3 separate regions of the Sus scrofa genome follow, and all the other regions are linked to region 1. Evidence: chromatin contacts called from public Hi-C and HiChIP or PLAC-seq data. All regions are on one chromosome and are shown on one strand. The core of a region is the stretch at or near the end of the contact, and the rest is flanking DNA. Distances in the headings are between cores, read along the strand shown.

Region 1 (4,238 bases), core at 247-2,746:
AGGAGTAGAAAGGAATGGCAATTTGGGACGTACAGTTTGACGAGAGTATAACCACGTGGGGCAAACAGAGGAAGTGAGAAGGGCTGCTTCCAAGAAGGTCCATGGGAGGAAAGCGAGAGTGGTGGGGAGGGTTCCAATTGGCTGGATGACGGTGGCTTCTCATTGGCTGAGCAGCAGTGGTCTCCCCTTGGCTGAGCTGTTGCCACCGCGGAATCTTCCCTCCCTGGCTGGTCTGCGGAGGGGCTGAGAGGTACTTCCCTGAGGGCTCCAGCTTCCGCCTCCAGCCTCCATCTTTTTTCCCTTTTTAGGGCAGTGCCTGCTGCGCATGGCAATTCCCAGGCTAGCGGGCCTACACCACAGCCACAGCAACGTGGGACCCCAGCCGCCTCTGTGACCTACACCACGCTCATGACTCGGCAATGCCGGATCTTTAACCCACTGAGCGGTGCCAGGGTTTGAACCCGAGTCCTCATGGATACTAATCAGTTGGTTAGCCCCTGAGCCAGGGCAGGAACTCCTCCAGCCTCCGTCTTAAATGAGGTTCCTATTCCTAATTGTCACACTAATTGGGGAGTCCTGAATCCTCTGTCAATTAAAAACGCTTTGAAATGGAATCAGCACATGGCATGTCTCCCATGCAGACTGACGGGAGCTCCAAGCGAGCCCCTGGTCTCTGGGTGGAGCTGGAGGAAGGTTGCGGGAAAGGACTGCAGCCCCTTGACAGTTTGAGGGTACTTGGCACCTGCAACGTGGCGGGAGGGAGGGAGAAGGTGAGCCTCCCTGAATGGCAGGATCAAGCCAGAACTGAACCCGCATGCGTGAGAGCCGCACCAGGGTTTCTTTTCCTTGCTGCAGGGGAGTTTTCCTGAGGCTCCACACCAGTGAGTCTGCAGGTCCACCGGTCTGGCTTCCGTGGCGGAGGTCTCTCCAGCGCCCTTCACCCGTACCCCTGGGCCACGGCTCCCCGGACAAGCGGGCTCTGTCGGGCGGGACCTTGCTCTCCCACAAGCGGGCTTCACACCACAGACACAGCCAGCTTTCAAAACCTGAATTAGGTGAAGCTGTTTACAGCAAATGGTTTTCGTATAGTCATCGTTCCTGAATCGAGTTTTTAGTTTACATCACCTTAGTTAGAGAAATACTTTTTTCTGAGCATAATGGAGTAGCCATATCTGTTATTTTTGATTCTTTCCCCCCATAGATTGCCTTTTAAAAAGTACAGTGATTTAAAAATGTGCTTGTGGCGTTGCCACTGCGGTGCAGGGATTGGCGGCAGCATCTCTGGAGCACTGGGACACAGGTTCGATCCCTGGCCCAGCACAGTGGGTTGGGGATCCAGCGCTGTTGCAGCTGTGGCTTAGGTCACAACTATGGATCAGAGCTGATCCCTGGCTTGTGAGCTCTGGGGCCGGGGCAGAGAGCAGCCAAAAAAAGAAATAAATGACATTAAGAAAATGTACTTGTAAGTCCATAATTACGGATAATAAAAGTTTTGTAAAGTCAACAAATTAGTATCTCGTCTTCACTCTATAGTTTCAGTACTCTCTTAGTGTCTCCTGACCTCGGTACACTCTTATGATTTGTTTTCTATCTTGGGCACAGGAGACAGGTATACTTACTAATTTTTCTCAAACACGACATTTTGTGCATTGCCTGGACACATACATTTTTTAAATGAAGTTTTAGGGTTTAAGTCGTGTGTCTCGATTGTGGCTTCAGGGTCCTCCAGGCAGAGGGCTTCTTTGTGGGTCAGGGAGGTGCTTCCACCGTGGTGGTTTGCTGACCTGGGCTCAGTCAGGTGGGTTTTGGCCTCCACAGGTGGCACTGACGTGGGTCCCACTAAGGCAGAGGCTGGGGCGGACGCCATCAGAGCAGACGCCCAATGAGGACGAAGACATTTGCTTTGCCCTTTGCAAGGCAGCTCCAGCTGGTAAGGGGGGTTTCCGGCCCAGCAGGTGGTGTGGGAAGGGCCAAGGAGTGAGGCCTGGCAGCCACAGACTGACCAGCAGCAGGGAGTGGCACCTCCCAATGCGGGCACCTCCAGACCAAGTGGGGGTGGGGGAGTCTCAGGGCGGCTTCCTGGAACCTAACCTGCCTCGCAGCCAGCACCGCCTTGTGTCCTGGGCGGACTGACCACACCAGGCTGGGGGCCACACAGCAGAGAGCAAAACCACTCTGAAAGAGGAGGGCAGGGTCCCTCCTGCCCCTTGCAGCTGCCCATTCTGTTGTCACCTGTGCCCTCGTCTTCTCTCCCATCAGGGCACCCAGGTCAGGGCCCACCGTCCTCCAGTAGAGACTCGTCCTAACCTGATCACGTCTGCAAAGACCCCAGGGTTAGGGCACACCGACCCACAGCTGCGGGGTAACGGGCGCTGCCGGAACCAGGGCTGCTGCTCGGGGAGTGTGCCCGGCTTCTGACCGCGGCGGGTGGGAGACAGGAGACCTCGGTGGGCAGTGGGCTGTAGGGCTGAGGGGCCCCATCTCAGGGAGGAAGTGACAGGGCCCCCTGCCCAGGACCTAACCCCTGTGCTGCCGGCCTCGGCCCTCGAAAACCGTGCTCAGGAGACAAGTGTTGGTAGAAACGGAGGCAGTTGCTCTGGTCAGAAGCCGACACTCTGGGGAGGAGGCGGGCTCAGGGTCCCCAAACCAACCAGGAAGATTCTGCCGTGGAAGTTTTCAAGGGCGACGGGAGGTGACGTCCGTTAATCGTGGAGCCAGGAGGGCAGCGTCCCCCACGGGCGGCCGGCTTGTTCCCTCTCCTGAGCTTCCTGAGATGCTGTCCTGTCCCACAGCTTGTTCGCCTTTCGAGACTCTGCCCAAGGGGAGCTGTGGGAAAGGTCCGGTCCTCTGTGCCTCACTTACTCTGCATTCGTGCTTCTCTCATCTAGAAGAGAACCGATCGTTCAGCAAAAGGCGCCGTGTGACCCGGAGACTTGCCGGGTGTCCTAAGGCCAGAGCTGAGCAGGGCCTGGGGGCGCCTGGCTTCAGGGTGGTGGCCAGACAGGAGGGCCTGCTGCAGAGAGCTCCTTCCTGCCCAAAGCTCCTGACCCCTGCATCATCTCAAGATTCTTCCTTCTGGGACCTTCTCTCAACTGGCTTCAGTCCAGCCTCGCAGGCCACGGCCTTCCTCTCTGACGTGATGAGGACAGAGCTGACCATTGCAGAAGCAGAAACCCCTACACACTCTGTGGGATGGGTGTTTGTGGTGAGGAAACAGACTCGGGGGAGCAGGGTACACTGCCAGAGAGACAGCCAGGAGGGAGTCAGGGCCCGGGTTGGACGCGGCCACCTCCAGAGCCTGGTACCTCCTGGCTCTCCCTGCAGGTGCAGCCCCACCAGCCTCCTCTCAAATGGTTCTCCTCTAACTAGAAAAAGCGCATCTTGGAGTTGCTGTCGTGGCTCAGTGGGTTAGGAACCCAACGTAGTCTCCATGACGATGGGGTTTGATCCCTGGCCTGGCTCAGTGGGTTAAGGATCCGGCGTTGCCGTGAGCTGTGGTGTAGGTTGCAGACGTGGCTCGGATCCCGAGTTGCTGTGGCTGTTGTGTAGGCCGGCAGCTACGGCTCCAATTAGACCCCTAGCCTGGGAACCTCCATATGCCGTGGGTGCGGCCCTAGAAAAGGTGAAAAGACAAAAAAATTAAAACAAATAAAATAAAATAAAATAAAATAAAATACGACCGTTCACCATGTTAAGAATGACAGACTTTTATGTAACAAATAGGAAGCTGGTTGACTTTGAAGCCCCGTGCATGGTAAGTGTGTCGCTGTAGCAGGATTTCCATAAACTCCTTGTATCACCATCTTCTTGGTGTTTTTATTAAAAAGGCGACACCTACGTCCCTGGATCTCCTCGCTCCTGCTAAGAGGGTCTCATCCCGCCCAGGCGCCTTCGCTGGAGTCGCCTCCCGGGGCCGCGTGGAGACGTGGACACCAGGCCTCAGGGTTCCGGAGGCTGACGCCTGGGGTCAAGGCGCCGGCGGGCCCGGAGGCCTCCTCCTGGGCCTCAGGCCGCTTCTTCACCTGTGCCCTCAGTGGTGACGGGCCAGGGAGTCCTGGGGTCCCTTCTGTGAGGTCCCGACCCCCATCACGAGGCTCCATCCTGTGACCCATCACCTTCCAGAGCGCCTCCCAGCGCCATCCCCGGGGAGGCTTTGATCCGTGGGCTTGAGGGAACAGACACTGAGTCTCAGGCAGAACGTGAGCTCCACTGACGTTATCCAGCCCTCGCACGCACGC
Region 2 (4,413 bases), core at 170-2,669, 260 kb before region 1:
GTGAGAATGACACATTTCCAGCTGGCAGGGTAAATCTCATTACCTTGTGGTCATCTACCAATTCAGAGCAGTTTCCCATTTTTTTAAGCAAGGGAAAACCACCTCAGCAACGTGGTCCAGTGCTCCCAGCCCCAGGGAAGCAGCCACTCTGCCCCGAGAGGTTTTCTGAAACCATGGCTGATCACAGGCAGGGCCAGGTGAGCTGCAGAGGGCCTGGGCCCTTCACCTCAGGGGGACCATGACTCCTGCCCCACAGTCAGAAGCATCTAAACCCAAATTGTCTAAAAAAGGACCAGAACCTCTACTGAAACAGATGGGAATGAAAAAGATAGTAACTAATACTTGGCTTTTCAAATATTACATATTCGCAAATAACAAAAAATGAGTTATGATGATTAAAATTAAAACCTTAGAAGTTTTCTGTAAATTGAATCGCCTGGGGCTACACTTGAATCAGCCACCTTTGTGGAGAGTCCAGGGAGCTCTTAACTTCTGACATCTTGTGGGATATTTAAGTATTAATAGATGTGCAACAGCAAAAAATCCCAAAGACATCATTTCTCCCTCTTTCACCGAAGATTTGCCCTCCCCAGCAAAACTTTTTAAAAGCAGGATAAGAGGGGTGGTCCCGATTCCAGGTGAGGTTCAGTGGCGTCACCGACACCTGTACTCACTTGTGACCCCGAGCCTCCTCCGCTCCGGCGCCCCTCGAGCTGCGGACACCTACCCAGGAAGAGGAAGGGCGCTCCCTGCTCGGCTCCGCCTCCCAGGGCAGGGACCAGTCTAGCGAGGTGCGCACCTGAGACAGGTGAGGGAGCAGGTAAACACCCGCTTTGGTCCAGGGCAAAGCACCTACTTTATACGTATTCGCAGGACAAAAACAGCAGCTAGGGAGGGTGTGCGCTCCCCTTCCTGGGTCCCAGGGCTGCTCCTGAAGCAGCCCATCTTTGACGACTGGGCAGCCCGGTGGCCGCCCTGTCGCAGAGAGAACTGTGAGCGGCGGTTCTGACCGGGGGACTAGGGGTCGAGGGTCCAGGGGCCCCGGGAGGCGCCCTTGGTAACCCGCCCACCCCTGACAGCAGGCCGCACGTTCGGCCGCGCGGCCCGGGTGAGGGACGCTCAACTGAACCCCAGGACTGACCCCTGACTCTCCGAGGACCCTTGGGGACCGATGAGGCCCCGCCTCTCAGGCTTCAGTTTGTGGCCCCTAATCTCTGGGGTGGAGCTCGGGGCTACGCCCTCCCCCGCCCTCGGGTGGTCACGTCACCGAGCCCTGTGACCTGAATTCGTCCCCACTGAGCCCCTCCCCCTCCAGGTGGCCCTCAGCCCCGCCCCCTCCCCGCCCCTAGTCCCCCCACCCCCCGCAGGTGGCTCTCGGCTCCTCCTCCCTCTCTCGGCGCTCGGGCCAGAATGCGCAGGCGCGAGACCGCACGCTCTCTTTAGGCGGAGCGGGGTCGGACTGCGCAGGCGCGTGGCGCGGGTTGCTGGCAGTGCGCCTGCGCCGCGCCGGAAGCAGTTCGACGCGGTTACTGGGCGCCTCTTTGCGCGCGGGAAGATGGCCGAGCAGGTGACTAAGTCGGTGCTGTTCGTGTGTCTGGGTGAGACGCCGCTGATCTAACCCCAATCTGGAGGGCTGGGGTGGGCTCCGTGAGCTCTGGGCTGCGCCGCTGGGCAGGGACGGTGAAGGGGAGGAGGCCAGAGAGGGGAGACCTGAGGGTCGGATGGGGCGCCGCGCTCTCTCCACGTCGCGCAGCTGCCCTGGCCGCTCTGCAGGCGGGGTCTCCTTAACGTGCCGGGTTCTCTCTCCAAGGGCGTCCCCTCTCCCCTGTTCAGTCCTGTCTCCACGTCGGATCCCCTGTCCCCTGCCCGGTCCTCGGTGCAGGCCTGGGCCTCTCACTTCTGCACAGCTCTTTCCCCAAGACCGAGGCCCCTCCCGCGCGGAGTACCTGCACTCCAGGCATTGCACCGGCCTAGCATCCCTTTTTCATCTTCATCCCATAGACCCAACGCCGCTGGATTGATTTGTCTCTTAAGGGCCTCCTGATTCCCGGAAACCCCTGACAACACTGGCTTGTTGGCTTGTTTGGCCACTGCCCACAAGTGGATCTGACCTGAAGGCGGATGGAATGGGAGGGTTTAGGATTTGGTTATAACAGCTAGATCAGGCAGCCGGATTCCCCAGGTCGCCATGACAGCCCGTGTACCGGGGTTCCTATACATGAAAATAAAGAATTTTTAAAATGTTTTAATTCTTCAGGTAACTTCCAGCTCAGAATTATTTTGATTTTTAGGATTTCAGCAGTTAGCCTCCCTTACTCAAAATGAAGTGCACTTTCCCTTAAGCTTTCCAGAGTATTCCTTTGATGCAGACCACAGGGTTCTATTCCTTGGTGCGTTCATCTGTCTCCTTCATTCCTCAGAGAGGAAGGCCTGAATGGTCAGTAGTCCAGTGACTTTGAATCTTCCCATATGTGTGTTTCCTGCAGAATAGCGCTTCCACTCCTTTTTAGGTGCCCCTTCAGGAAGACCAAAGAAGTCTGCCTGGTCTCCCCACTATCCTCTTTCACCCACACCCTCAGGCTTGCTCGTTTCTAGCACTTCACATGCTCTGCATGGGCCTTCCCTCGTGGAAGTCCATTTTGCATAATACCCAAAAGCCTTTCCAAAAGGTCAGACCCAAGTATTCCCTTCTTTCCTTTTCCCAGATCCTCTAAGTGGAGCTGAGTTGTTCCTGCGACCCTTTTTATAGATAACCTTTCCTCACTCAGGTTTTATTATGATTACTTGTTAGCCTCCTCAGATTATAGCTAGATGTAGCCCTCTTGATGGCAATAACTGTGGCTTATTTTTCTTTGTATTTCCAGCTGTAGGACAAAATAAGATGCTCACTAGCTATTTGCAGCATTAAATTTCTAGGAGGGGAAAAGTAAGTTTTGACAGTAGGCATCATTCATTTTTTAAGCCCTCCACTGAAGGCTGAGGGATGGTGTGAACACATTTATTAAAGGGCAGTTCAGTTCAGGTTGGGCATCTCATGGAGTTCCAAGGCCTTGTTTGTTTCACTTAGTATTGTTGCTTAGGTTGACATAATGCGCCACGGTGGCTCTTAATGGGAGATGTCTGCTTGCATGTATTTATGTATATATTTATTTTCAGTACTTTAACTTTTTATTTTTTTTAGCAACTGCCATGGTGCCAGGCACTGTTCTGAGGGCTTCAGAAAGTGAGCAAAACACAAAAATCCCTGCACCTCCGGAGCTCACATTCTGTCATCAACAGTCAAGTACTTGGTTACACAGTCAGTTGGTGTAAGGACAGGAAGGCAGGAAAGGCGGTGGGAGTGGGGTGCAGTTTTAAGAAAGGTGTTCAGGGAGAGACTTATCAGGAGGGTGACACTTGAGCAAAGACTTGAAAGAGGAGAGGAAGTAAGCATGAGTTATTTCAGAAAAGCTTCTTGGATCCAGAGGAAAGTGCCTGAAAGATTTTGAAATGAGGGGGCTGGCCGTGTTCAAGAAAGACAGGGAAGCTACAGAAGTGGGCCTGGGTGACCTAGTACTGTCTCTCCAGACCCTCGTCTGTAGCTCGGGACTCAGAGATAATGTGCGCAACTGCTTTCTCAGTGTCCGGTGGATTCATAACTAGTACCATTCTTGGCGCATAGGGCAGAAGTGACTTGCTCACATGCAGTGAGCTTTCTGGGGCAGGAATCTGCAAGCTTTTTATGCAAAGAGCCAGAGAACAGGTCCTGCCAAAGGCGTGGTGCCAAAGCAGCCTAGCCAGTTGTAGACTCTTGTGCTCGGCTGTAAGCATTTACTTGTGGACACCGGGATTTGAATTCCCTGTGATAGTCCCATGTCTCAAGATGCTTTGCTTTTGAGATTTTCCAACTGTTTAAAAATGTGAAATTGATTTTTAGCATCAAGATCTGTATAAAGTGGTGGGTCCTGAGCCCTAGTTTTTTGGACCCACATTTAGGTCCTGTGGGGGATAGGTCTGGTGAGGCTTTGGAGGATTTTGAGCAGAGGTGGGATGATTAGAGAGCAGTGTTCAGTAATTGAGATTAGACTCAGGGGTGGGGGCGAGGGCCACAGGAGGGAGACCAGCCATGTGCAGAGCTTGTATGTTGGGCCAGAGCTTTGCTGGTGGAGGTGGTGAGACAGATGTCGAGTTCTGGAGAGATTTGGGGTCACTGTGGCATTTCGCATGGTAGCCTGTATGCAAGACAGTAAGAACAGTATTTCAGAAATGTTTAAGTTTTGTTGTTTCAGAACATTTATTTGGATTTTTTTCACACTGAAGTGCAGGGAAGCCGTTAAATGTATTACATTGGTAAAGGCAATGGCAGAGGAGAATAGAAGTCCTTATTTTGGCAAGATCATTGAGTGTTTTAGGTTTTCGTGAGAGATGTGCTAG
Region 3 (4,465 bases), core at 1,864-4,363, 390 kb before region 1:
TGGGAGAGGGCAGCCCCACCCGAAGCCCACAAGCTGACTAGTCAGCTCTGATGGGTCCAAGCTCAGGAAGCCCACAAGTCAATTCACACAGGGCCTGGGGCTCCCAGGCTATTTTCAAAGCAGGGTATAGCAGAGATGTTAAAACTCCTTTCTGACTGCTCATTTATAATTCCAATTCCTCCTGTTTTTACAATAATAAACCAACAGGTGTTACTGTACAGAACTACCTTCCTGGCAGCCAGAAGGCACACTCAAAAGAAACGGCACAGGACCTGCGGGGGACCTGGGTTGCCAGCACAACAGGTGGACCTGCACTCTTGAGCAGCGCAGGAGCCTCTGCGTCTCTCTCTCTAGGGTCTGTTGTGCTTTAGAGGACAAGGCCCTCCCAGCTCGGCCACACTCACCGAGCCCTCACAGACACCCCTCCCGGCCTTCCTGGAAGCGCACCTGGGGCCAGGTGTCACCGAGGCGCAGGGGTCACGCCGGGCCCTGCAGCCCCTGGCCCGGGGCCTCTCTGGCCTTCTTACAGGTGTACAGCCACTTGATGATACGAGCGTTCCTCTCCACCACGGAGGTGGTGCCGGACCCCTGCTCCGTCAGCTCGTCCTCCTGCAGCCCCTCGTCGCCGCCGCTGTGCCGGGAGAAGCCGCTATCGGAGGTGGCGACGCTCACGCTGCGGACCTTGAGGGCGACGCGATCCGACGCCGCGGAGAAGTTCTCCCTCCCCAGCGCCTCCACCACCTCGGGCTCCAAGCCGCAGTACTGGAAGAAGGTGTCGAACTCGGCCAAGGATGCGGAGTAGCGGGAGCTGAGGTCGGACTGCGAGCGCTGCAGTCCCCGGCGCCTCGCTCCTCGCAGGGTCCCGGGGCGAGGCCCCTCGAGCTCTGGGTCCCGGGGCGCAGCCGGGACCCTGGGGGCCGCCTCGACAGGCGGGGCGGGCTCCGGGAGCGTCGGGGGCCCTGGGACTGCGGGAGCCACTACGCGGCCGGGCTCAGTCCGGGCAGCCTCCTCGGCCCTGCCCTCCTCTCCCACGTGGGGCACGCCGGGGGCCGTCTTGTCCTTGACCGGTCCCTGGAAGAGCTTCTTCACCAGGCTCCCCTTAGGGCCGTCGGCTCCCGGCCCTCGGACGAACTCGCATTTCTGCCGGTAGATGACCAGCGAGTCTGGCCTCAGGGGCTTCCGCGCTATGGCCCTGCGCGCCACGGGCCCGGAGACTCGGGCCGGGGGCCGAGGGTCGCCCGTCTGTCCTTCGACCGCCTCGGGGCTGTTGCCCTCGCCAACCGGGCCTGGGCCCGCCCCCGGCGCACCCCGCACGTACTTGGCACGGTCGGCTGCCAGCCTCTCCACGGCACTCCTGCGCGCCGGCTCCGCCGCGTCCCGGGCCCTGGGGGCCTCGAGGTCCCGGAACAGGAGCCGCTCGTTTGGGGGCGCGTCCAGGGTTGGCAGGGCGCGCATCCTCGGGGATCCGCAAGCCTCAGCGCACCGCGGAAACGCGCTTCCGCTGCGGCTCCCGCCCGTCCTTTTACCAATTCCGAACTCGGGCGGAGTAGAGCGGCGCCCCAGTTCCCGCCGGCTGGTCTGGAGTCAGGGCGAACCGGAGTCCTCACGGATTGGCTAATCGCTGGAGTACCCGCCCGTCCGGCCCCGCCCCTCCGGCCCCGGCCCAGGCCCCGGCCCCCACCTCCGGCCTGGACCCGGGTCCACGCCCCCGCCCCGTGCCCCAGACCCGGCTCCCACCCACACGCAGTCCTAGCAGCCAATAGGCTGGAGGGCTGCGCGCTGAGCCCCACGCGCCGAAGCTGTGAGGGCTCCAGGGCGCCGGGGGGCAAAGGGTCCGGGAGGGACTGAGCTGGTTCAGATCCAGGTATCAGCCGCCTCCTCCCAGCCTGGGAGTGCCTCGGGTTGTCGTTTTAAGCTGGCATTTCCGGACTTGGGGGAGGGCAGAGCGAACGGGATTCGCCCCCCCCCCCGCAGGTGTCTCAAATCCTTTGAATTCTTAAAGTGACCTCAACTGTTTGGAAACTTGACTTTTTTAATTCCCTAAATTATCACCTGGGCACTGCTTATACCGAAAGAGAACGCAGTCTGTTTGTTAGGTAGAAAGAACCCAGGAATCTGGTAGGGACCTGGGTCACGTCGTAGCTCAGGCAGGAGGCCGGCTGTGGGCCTGACAAGACCCGAGCACCTGGTGCCGGGACTCGCAGGAAGCGGAGGCGAGGCTCCCTGGATTTGGAAAAACCTGAACAGATTTCCCAGAATGATTGCCGTTTTTACCGTAATCAACGCAGCGGGGAAACCACGGGTTCACTAGGGCAGTGGATCAGCCTAGGAATGTTAAAGGTTTAAAAGAAAACATTTCCAAAATTCCATTTTTTCGAAAGTTGGACAAAGGTCTAAAAATATCTGCCAGACGAGTGAAATGTCCACGTTATCTCATGTTAAGGCCGACTCAAGATAATGCTGACCTCTCAAAGCTGCGGTTGAGTGTGCCTGGTGCGGGGCTCCCCAGCTACCCTGTGGGCTGCGGGCAGTGGCTCCCTTACATCAAGGTCTGTTTTGTTTCCAGAAACGCCAATGGGCACCAGGAGGGGCCTGTTTAGGGGTTAGCAGGGGCAGCAGCTGAATGTTTTCAACCAGGTTTGGCGAATGCTTACCATCTAGCGACCCAGGATCCGAGAACCGCAGCAGGTTGCAAATGGGTTCTGAGACCTTGAATTTCCGTGAAGCAAAATCCCATAGTCAGTGACAGAACAGAAGAAACCAGGCCTCCTGAGAACCAGCCGACCCAGGTAGTGTCACCGGAAGAGGCCCCACTGATCGGAAAAGACGACCGTGGTCCTGGGGAGGAGGAGGGAGAGGGAGAGAGCGCGGGCAGGAGGGGGACGCTGAGCGGGCGGTGGGGGGGGGAGCGAGAGCAGGGAGAAGAGAGAGCAAGGGGGGGGGAGACATTCTGAGCAGAAGGGGAGGAGGGGAAAGCGGGGGTGGGTGGAGAGGGAGGGGGAGAGAGTGCTGGGGAGAGGAGAGAGAGAAAGCAGGAGGTGGGGGAGGGAGGTGGGGAGAGAAGCGGGAGGGAGAGAACAAGCCAGAGCTGTGAGAGAGCGCCTGCACCAGCTTCCCATAATAGGACACTATTGGTGGAAGGGCCAAAGTCCAGAGTTTTCTCTGCTCAGGCAGCCTGGTCTATTGTCAATCTGAGAGAGGAAAAAAAAAAAAAAAAAAAAAAAAAAAAACTTTTTTAATTGCTTAGCCCTAAGTGGCTCCTTTTCCTAATTTGCACTTTAGCGTCCAGAGAAAGGCAACTCCCAAACAGAGGACATCTGGTATTTGCCTGAGCCTGGATCCACCATTTATTAGCTATGTTCCATTGCACATATAACAAACCTCTCAAGACTTTGTCAGTTGTAAACTTCCTCATTTTTGTAGTTTAGAAAATCTATTGCTTTGTAGTGAGCACTAAATGATTGTTAAAGAAAGACCTAGGCTTAGGTCTCTGTTGTGGCTTTTAAAGAGGCTGTCAGGTTGGACTTCTCAATGCCTCTGGTTGCTCATCTATAAACTACAGCTTATTACACCACCTGCTCGGGCATTTGTTGATGAGATAACACATATAAGGGGCTTAGCACCATATCTGGTAAGATCACATTTTCAGTAAATAAATTTATGGTTGGATGATCATGGTTATGATTAGTCAGTTGTCATGTTTTAAATAAGGTTAGTGAATTCGCATGTGACTATTGAAGACAAGGGTAAAATAAAACTGCTATAAAGTTGTATTTAAGATTTATTGCTATTAAAGCTAATTATATTTCTATCCAGAATTTTCTATCTATTAAGAAGATAATTAACTGGATAAATAGAACTGGAGTAATAGGATACAAGAAATATCATAAATAAATTGTTCATATTGCTCAACTGCTAGCTTAGAATTTGAGCCTAATTTCCACCCTGGCATTATCTCAAAAGACTTGGTCAGAGCAGGAAATATCGCTTACAGACCCAGTGATCCAGAAACTACTCCTAGGAGCTTATGCTAAGGAACCAAGAGCTGTGTGCACAGTATGTGGATATTCCTGCAGACAGTTAAAATCAACCTACATTCAACAATAGAAAGAAGGTTAGATAATGTATGACATGCTCCTGGGACTGAGTATTGTGTAATCACGTACAGGCATGCTTCCACAAGATATTTTACAGAGTGGGACATGACCATGATGTATGTGAAATTTTTTAAAAAATAAGACAAATGTAGTGGCAGTTTTGAATAAATTTCTGGAAACATAAAACTTACCAGACTAAAATCATAAGAAATAGAAAATCCAAATAGACCTATAACAGTAAGGATATTGAATCAGCAATCAAATCTCTACTGTCCAAGAAGAGCTCCGGACCGGAGTCTTCACTCACGGAACTTTTAAAGAATTAATGCCAGTCCTTCTTAAACTTTTCTCAAAAACTGAAGGAGAAG

What was found. A called contact is a pair of places that touch in the nucleus more often than the background predicts. HiChIP or PLAC-seq counts read pairs in DNA pulled down with a chosen protein or histone mark.
Region 2: an H3K27ac HiChIP or PLAC-seq map of alveolar macrophages shows a contact between it and region 1. The contact joins the promoter of ACP1 here to the promoter of TMEM18 in region 1. A contact is called at or near these places in 2 of 5 promoter capture datasets (fetal liver and liver), 5 of 47 Hi-C or Micro-C datasets (liver, omental adipose tissue, retroperitoneal adipose tissue and 1 more) and 2 of 2 datasets of contacts at active chromatin or transcription factors (alveolar macrophages and skeletal muscle).
Region 3: a contact with region 1 is called in a Hi-C map of liver, with 7 times the contacts expected there. The contact joins the promoter of FAM110C here to the promoter of TMEM18 in region 1. A contact is called at or near these places in 1 of 5 promoter capture datasets (liver) and 2 of 47 Hi-C or Micro-C datasets (epiblast stem cells and liver).

The regions. Positions count from the first base shown.
Region 1 is chr3:132,421,366-132,425,603 of Sscrofa11.1, reverse strand. It overlaps TMEM18 (transmembrane protein 18), which reads right to left and starts at 1,496. Exons shown (of 5, transcript XM_003125401.5): 1 at 1-1,496.
Region 2 is chr3:132,681,799-132,686,211 of Sscrofa11.1, reverse strand. ACP1 (low molecular weight phosphotyrosine protein phosphatase) reads left to right here and starts at 1,419. Exons shown (of 5, transcript XM_021087954.1): 1 at 1,419-1,598. The coding sequence starts at 1,556. SH3YL1 (SH3 and SYLF domain containing 1) reads right to left here and starts at 717. Exons shown (of 11, transcript NM_001244340.1): 1 at 675-717. The coding sequence starts at 675.
Region 3 is chr3:132,808,686-132,813,150 of Sscrofa11.1, reverse strand. It overlaps FAM110C (protein FAM110C), which reads right to left and starts at 3,113. Exons shown (of 2, transcript XR_002342890.1): 1 at 2,655-3,113. It overlaps LOC110260067 (a long non-coding RNA gene), which reads left to right and starts at 2,674. Exons shown (of 3, transcript XR_002342891.1): 1 at 2,674-2,789.